Linked DNA regions of Danio rerio: region 1 is linked to region 2. The links are chromatin contacts, called in public HiChIP or PLAC-seq maps. All regions are on one chromosome and are shown on one strand. The core of a region is the stretch at or near the end of the contact, and the rest is flanking DNA. Distances in the headings are between cores, read along the strand shown.

Region 1 (3,904 bases), core at 1,296-3,795, 410 kb after region 2:
AATTTAGGGGGGCTAATAATTCTGACTTCAACTGTGTATACACACACACACACACACACACACACATATATATATATATATATTTATATGTGTGTGTGTGTGTGTGTGTGTACATATTTTAATCGGAAGCTATACAATATTAAATTATTGCATATACATCAGATTAATCACTACTGAAGCAAAATCTGGAACATATGTAACAAAATAACCTACGATAACCGTCCAAAATTAATACACTCATTTTTATTTTAATACACACATTTTTATGTTATAGAAAAATATTCAATACAAATATTAAGAAGAGGAAAAATTTTGTTTCAATTTTGTAGGCTGTAATTTTTAAGTTTGATTGTATTATCTTTCCATTTCTAAATATATTTGGTGACTAAAATAATATTTCAATAAATCTGTTTAATGAATCTCATTTGCTTAATGAACCAAAATACATTGCTTATATTCATTGAGAAATTGATAAAAATATTAATTTTCAAAATGGGGTGTACTCAATTATGCTGAGCACTATATATATATATATATGCATTATTGCATTATTATGCATTATTACATTTGAACAAAAACTTTGTCAGAATTTGCTAGTATATGAATGTTCGCATTATATATATATATAAATATATATATATATATATTTATATATATATATATATATATATATATATATATATATATATATATATATATATAATGCGAACATTCATATACTAGCAAATTCTGACAAAGTTTTTGTTCAAATGTAATAATGCATAATAATGCAATAATGCACTAATGTAATTAACGCCTCGCTTTTTACGGTGTATTAAGTGTGACTGTTGTCAAAATTACGTTTTAATTAGTTTAATTAATTATCTCAGGGTTTACTATGTGTCAGTCTTTAAATGCTCTCAGTTATTATCAGTTGGTTTTAGTTTTGTATTTGTTTTGTTTTTTAATTCACCAGTAAATTTCAAAGTTCTGTGGTAAAATATAAACTGACAATACATGTTACATTTCTGATAAGGAAAGGAAGAATATCTGGCAACTTGTAGAAATGACAAATTCTATATTGATATTTTGAGATGTGAGATGCATTGAGTAAAACCAGGTAGGTGTGTCAGGTTCATATAACTGAAAATAATTTATTCAACTAGACGTCATTACAGCAGCTTGTCATAAAACTGTTTATTTTATTATCATATATTCATCAAGGTACATTAGAATTGTTCAGTGACAAACGTATATTCAAAGACATTCTTTTTTTTTCTTTCATAACTAAAAACCCATCTCAACATAATTCCACATGTACTATTCTCTCTTCTATTATTTTTTTTCTTTGCAAACCCTTTACAACAGTTTGCAGTGATGGACAAATTATCTTTCACTACTTTGCAGGAATAACATTTTTCAGGAGATACTTTAGTCAGTTCTTTGAATCATAAGCATACAGACTGGAAAAAAAATCATCGATTTACTTCATTTTTTTAATGTAAGTGGTTGCAAAAAATTTATATGGGCTGAAACTAACAAATTGAGTTTAACATTACTAAATTTAATTTGTTTATTTAAATTTAGCCCATATAAATTGTTAGCAATTACTTATAATAATAATAAAAAAAACTTTTTTTTGTCATAATTTAACTAGCTTAATTAGCTTAAATGGGCAAGTAAGGGTAACACTGGTTTGTTCTGCAGACAATCGAATTTTTTAGACTTTCTCCGGAAAAAAAGTATAGGATATAGTGTGAAACGCTCTGTTTAACATAATTTAGAAATTATTGAAAAAGAAAAATCACAGGAGGGCTAATAATTATGACTTTAACTGTAGTTAATGTTGGTAAATTCATTAACTAATGACATCTTATTGTAAAGTGTGTCTATGTATTTAATAGTTCCTAACTCGGAGTCTTACGGGCAGCATATTGCGTGTTGTTCTCCACTTCTCTGTCATTCGTGCACGTTCCCTGATCGAGGCGCGCGTCCGGCGCCGCGCAGCAGTAGCGCAGCGAGCAGCTCCCGCAGCACACCGTCGCGTCCGCCGTGTCGAAATCCTCCGGACACTGAAAACCCTCATGGTAATTCCCACTGCTGTCCAGCCAGCCGTGACAGTACTCTCCACGGGCTTCAGATATTCGCAGATTCCATGTCAAATACCCCAGAACCAGGCAATTGAGCAGGCGCACCATACCGGCGAGACGCGATTCCAGTTTTTTAAAACTCGCCGACAAACTTGAATTAAACCAGCCTCAAATAAACTATCGATGATTTAAAATACTCCATCAGCTCACAGGATTGAAATCGTTCAGCGAAAAAAAAATCCAAAGATGCTGTCCAAATCCACTAGCTACCAGGGAACACCTAGCAAAATATACCGACTTCAAAATGTCATTTCCAGAAACTCCATGATTTTATCCGCATATCATCCGTGTCGTTTTAAGCTGCTGTTCGTGATTATGTAATCCATGTCAGTGTGGTATAATAAAAAGTTCAAAAATGTTATGAAAATACTTCGCTAACTCGTCGTTGTTCTGACTGCATGAAGATGCGCGTCTGCTCTGAAGCGGAGTATCTAAAGCGCGCCTCTCTCTCTCTCTCTCTCTCTCTCTTTCTCTCTTTCTCTCTCTCTCTCTCTCTCTCTCTCTCTCAATTATTCAAATTACCTTTATTAACATGACCTGCACAGCATTGCCAAAGCAATTATACAAGACGTAAAAAGAGAACAATTAAGAATAGATCTGTAAAATAATTACATATATATATATATATATTATATGCAGAGTAAATAAATATAAGTAAATAGCATTTATATAACAGGAAAAAGATTTTAAAGTGTTTAAGACATTAAAAGCAACAATAATAATGAAATAAATAAATTAAATAAAAAATTAAAAAATAATAAATTAAAATATAAAGATAATGGTATTACTAGTAATTATAAAAACATTTTATAAGAAAAGCTCTTGCTTTAGGTTTGTCCATTGGCTCACAGTCTGAGTTTGTGGCAGGGTGACATTTGGCTGCTGTTGGGATCATTGTGGAATTTTCATCTAACATACTGTATATCTTAATTTTTCGGAATATTTGATAATGGCATAACATTTGGATAAATTAATCACACACACACACACACACACACACACACACGAGCTCGTCTCTGCGTCCTGCTGCCCAGAGGACTTGAGATGGACAGCACGATGCGTAGGTTTGTGTTAGTCAGATTTGATTTTAATCTTTGTGGTCATATCATTGTAAAGTCATAACATTATCGATTTGACTAATTTGTATCACAGCATTAAAAGTAAGACTGATAAACTGTTGCTTAATTTCTAGCTTGTCCTAGTCATTTTAAAGATGCATCTCATTTTATTTTTTTGCCCAAAATGTTTTTATTTTATTTTATTAGATTTATAAATATTAGTTGCCTTTTTCTATGGTTGACTGCTGTTTAAAACAAATTGTAGATAAATTGAGGTCAAATTGTTTAAAAGTATATTTCGCTTTCATTTAGTGTGTCAGTCTGGTAAGCTGGAGAAAAGTTTGCCTCTGGATTCCTGTCATGTTGTCGCCCTCTTCTGGCCATTGTGATCTTTTGCTGCGCCTGTTATTGTCTGTTCATTATATTGTATATGAAATCCTCTGGAACGAGTGTTTTCTATTGTTTTCTTCTTCAGAGAACATTATGTCCCTCTTTTTATTCACAGGTTTAAAATGTTAAAAATATAGTGTAAATAGTTACAAATATTTTAGACCCCATCTGTATAATTATTGTACAGTACCTGACAAAAGTCTTATCGCCTATCCAAGTTTTAGAAACAACAAATAATATCTTGACTTCTAATTGATCATTTGGTAACAGAAGTGGTTTATATAAAAGGCAAAGGTCTCTAGATTACGCTTATTTTACCAAAATAAA
Region 2 (4,003 bases), core at 717-3,216:
TAAACTAAATTGGCAATGGTGTGAATGAGTCTATATGTGTGTCCCAGTACTGGGTTGCAGCTGAAAGGGTATCCGCTGCGTAAAACGTTTGCTGGAATAGTTCATTCCGCTGTGGCGACCTCTGAGAAATTAGAGACTAAGCCGAGGGAAAATGAATGAATGAATGAAAATTTGTCTTCCTAATTCAAGTCTTTCGGCAGCTATTGACATTAAAGCAGCACACACATCATTTATAGTTGTCTGAGATTATTGTGTTTTGATTTATGTTTTCCAGCATTTGAAAATCCCCCATTACTGTCTTCTAAGAGGATTCACTGCGATCTTGAATCTTCAAGTTTCATCTCTGAGAAGAGGCAATGCACAGAGCCGTTCTCTGAAGATTCAGACACAAATGAGACATCAGACTTCCAGAAAAGTCCCTTTTCTCTTGTCCATCTTCCTCAGATTCAACAAGCCAGAATGACTGAAGACAAACCCTCAGTTAAACTGATAAATGAACAGGTTGATACATCTATAGCTACAGTTTAAGTCAGAATTATTAGCACCCTGTATATTTTTCCCCAATTTTTGTTTAATGGAACAGAATTGAAGGATTTAGAGTATGAAATCAGCATAAAACCAGAGAAGTTTTTTTTCAACACATTTCTAATCATAATAGTTTAATAACTCTGTCGTCTGACTTGTTTTTTGGTCCTCAATCTGGCAACCTGCACTTGCGTTTGTTTTGATCCAGGAATGCAATATCTAGTTAAACCACTGGTTGTCAAACTTACATACTGCATCTTTAACCATCTTTTAGGAAATATAGTGATCAAAAATAAAGTGAACACTATAACTCCAAGTCCTGGGGCTAATATTTGTGAATTCAACTGTATATTAAATGCTGTAAAACGCACATTTAATCTGTAGCCCAGCTCTGTCAAAAAATATGTGTGTTGTGTGCATGTCTGAACTGTTTTTTTTTTATGTTTTTGAAGGTGGAGGAGCAGTGGCTTCAAGAGCTGGAAAACTTTTCTGAATGGGATTAAAGAAAAGGCATTTGAGATGACTTTTTTTCCAATGTTTTGTTCGTGTCCCCAAGACCATAAAAGCCATTTACATATTTTAGACCGATAAACGAGTAGTAAACTAATAAACCTAAGTAATCCCAAATTAAATAAACATTATAATATTTATATTTTATTTATAAATATTCTATTTTGTATTTTGCTGTCTTTGTGTCTTTCTTTTATTATGTTTTTGTTATATGTTTATGTATATGCAGTATACAAGTTTTTGGTATATATTTAGTAAATGTGTACATAGTTTTTTGTATTTACTTTATTTTGGTTATAGTTTAGTACATCAAATTCAATCAAAATAAAAATAAATATAACTTCTTGACATCAAGATTTTCTTTACAATTATTTTTCAGTTGACTTTTATTTAATTTTAAGTACCAGAAATAGTTTTAGTTCTAATTATCCACAAAAACTTACACTAATATAATTTTTATTTCGTTTTTTTTAAATAAAAAAATAGGTTTATCTTTTTTTATGTAAATCATTATTTATTTGTTTATAATTTAATTTATTTATTTAATATTTTCAGCAACAAAAGCCAATTACTATGTAAATACAACAGATAAAAGTATAGTACAAGCAATACAGGTATTACTTTTGGCACCAAGAGACCATTTTAGTGCATAATTAGGTTTATCTACGCGCTTATAATTATGTTTTTGCGCATGTGGGATTTTTTTATTCATAGTGATACATATTTTTTTTTCCTTTCATTATTATTATTATTACTACCATCTATTATTAATATTAATTTTTTTGTTGTTGTTTGTTTGTTTTTGTAAAATTAAGAACGTGAGCTATTTTTAAATCCTGAGCATCTCCAGTGAGGGGCTCCTCCACTATCAGGCTGTTTAGCGTGTCTGCAGACGCGGTGACGCTCTCTCGTTCGTTGACTCGCAATCTCGCGAGCTGTTCATCTAAACTACTTTTTGTTGGTGCTACTCGATATCGACTGTTGAGTTAGCTGTCGACCACCCGTGAACAATGGACTGAGCTTCATGAAGGTAAAGAATAACTAAGCTTCATTTATTTCATCCTTCATATATATAGTGTATGTTAATACTCATTCATCTGTAGCATCTTGCTAAGCTGTAGCTTGTCAGGCTAGGCTAACTGAAAGACACCGGCTGCAGTCAGACACAGTTAGCAGTGTGTTGTTTACGGAGCGGCAGTTTTCGCTTAATCTGATTGTAAATTGAAAATAAAGCAGTCCCTCGTTTAGACACATCCTGTCTGGTCCTGGGACGAAGTGGAGGGATTTAAAGCCTTATAATGACCATTGAATGCTAATTCTAAGCTTATCATGGTCTAAAAAACAAACAAGTGTTCATACTGTCAAAACTGGGTTTGCCTGTTGTCGTAATAAATACATTAATTGAGATGAAATTTGATGTTATTATGATTATTTTACTGTACAGAGATATTTTCTTAGTTTGCTTATTAGCTGACCAATATGATGTTATGGATGCATTTATGAATATTTAGGATAGATAGATAGATAGATAGATAGATAGATAGATAGATAGATAGATAGATAGATAGATAGATAGATAGATAGATAGATAATGACAGAGACAGAAAAACAGACATACATACAGTATCTAACCAAATAGTTTGCTATTTATCAACCAACTAAAGATGGATAGATAGGATAAATGAATAGATAGAATACATAGATAGATAGAAGAATGACAGAGGCAGACAGACAGATCTAACCAAATTATTTACCAAGTAACGATGGATGGATGGATAGATAGGATGAATGAATTGATAGATAGATAGATAGATAGATAGATAGATAGATAGATAGATAGATAGATAGATAGAAAGAATAAATTGTTACAGTCATTCATAGATGGTAGATAGATATGATTAATTGTTACATTGGTATTTAGATGGAAGGATGGATAAACAGATAGGATGAATAAATTAGACAGACAGACAGAAAGAAAAAAATGTTACATTGATTCATAGATAGATAGAATGATGGATTGATAGAACAATGTAACGATTGATTGAAGTTAAATTGTGGCTTATTTCTGCAGAGTAGATGTATTTTTGTACTTGGAAGAAATGTGATTAGTCAGCCGACAGTGTGGACAGTCACATGACCAGTTAACGTGACTCCTGTAATAAGCTTCAGTGCAGTCTGATTTTCCTAATACAGTATATTGTAAATGTCCAGCAGAATTCAGTGTGTGTCTCCTGGACTTGACACAGAGAGGATGTTCCCCTGTCTGGCCCACAGACCATGGCAAGTCCTCTGCCGGGTCTACCTGCAACAACGAGCCCCTCTGTCTCAGAGATCCTCCAAAATTTCAAAGCCCTGTTTTGGTAAGCACTTCACGCACTATGATTTCCATCTGTCGTGTGAAAAAAGTTTATTTTAATTCAATACTTCTAAACCAGATGCACAAATGATTCTCTGATTCTTAATAGGTTGGCAAAGTAGAGGAGGTGTGCACAAACTCTGGTTTAGCTTTCCGGATTTCAGGGTCACTTCCTTAACATGGACACAGGTCCAGAATTGCTCAACATCAGGAAGTGGTAAAGATGGATCTCCAACCAGACCCGAAGAACCAAAGACTACTGAGAAAGCACAAGCTGCACAACCTGCTGCAAAAGGAGCTGGTGATAATGCCTTTATTCACATTGACTTTGCATTAGTGTTGTCACAGTAGGGGAATTTCATTGAAAAAGATCGATATTTAATACCATTTTCGGTACTGTGGAGAACAAATTTAAGAAAGTATGCAAATTAAGTAAAAGATTACATTAAAAAAAAAACTAAATTAGTGCAATCTCATCTTATTTTCTTATAAAAAACAAGAATGTTAAAATATTAATATTATTATTCATTATTCATCTCCCTTCTGATTAGGAGAGAGAGTGCGAGAGAGCAAAGCCCGTATTAATACCAATAGGGTTGGGCCAATAGACGA

The links. HiChIP or PLAC-seq counts read pairs in DNA pulled down with a chosen protein or histone mark.
Region 1: an H3K4me3 HiChIP or PLAC-seq map of embryo shows a contact between it and region 2, with 8 times the contacts expected there. The contact joins the promoter of shisa3 here to the promoter of slc30a9 in region 2. A contact is called at or near these places in 1 of 18 Hi-C or Micro-C datasets (embryo) and 1 of 4 datasets of contacts at active chromatin or transcription factors (embryo).

What each region holds. Positions count from the first base shown.
Region 1 is chr14:49,824,696-49,828,599 of GRCz12tu, forward strand. shisa3 (shisa family member 3) reads right to left here and starts at 2,546. Exons shown (of 2, transcript NM_001080662.2): 1 at 1,904-2,546. The coding sequence starts at 2,177.
Region 2 is chr14:49,411,930-49,415,932 of GRCz12tu, forward strand. slc30a9 (solute carrier family 30 member 9) reads left to right here and starts at 1,967. Exons shown (of 19, transcript NM_001008575.1): 1 at 1,967-2,065; 2 at 3,247-3,395; 3 at 3,501-3,692. The coding sequence starts at 3,287. It overlaps zgc:195212, which reads left to right. Exons shown (of 12, transcript NM_001135145.1): 11 at 275-501; 12 at 978-1,039. The coding sequence ends at 1,028.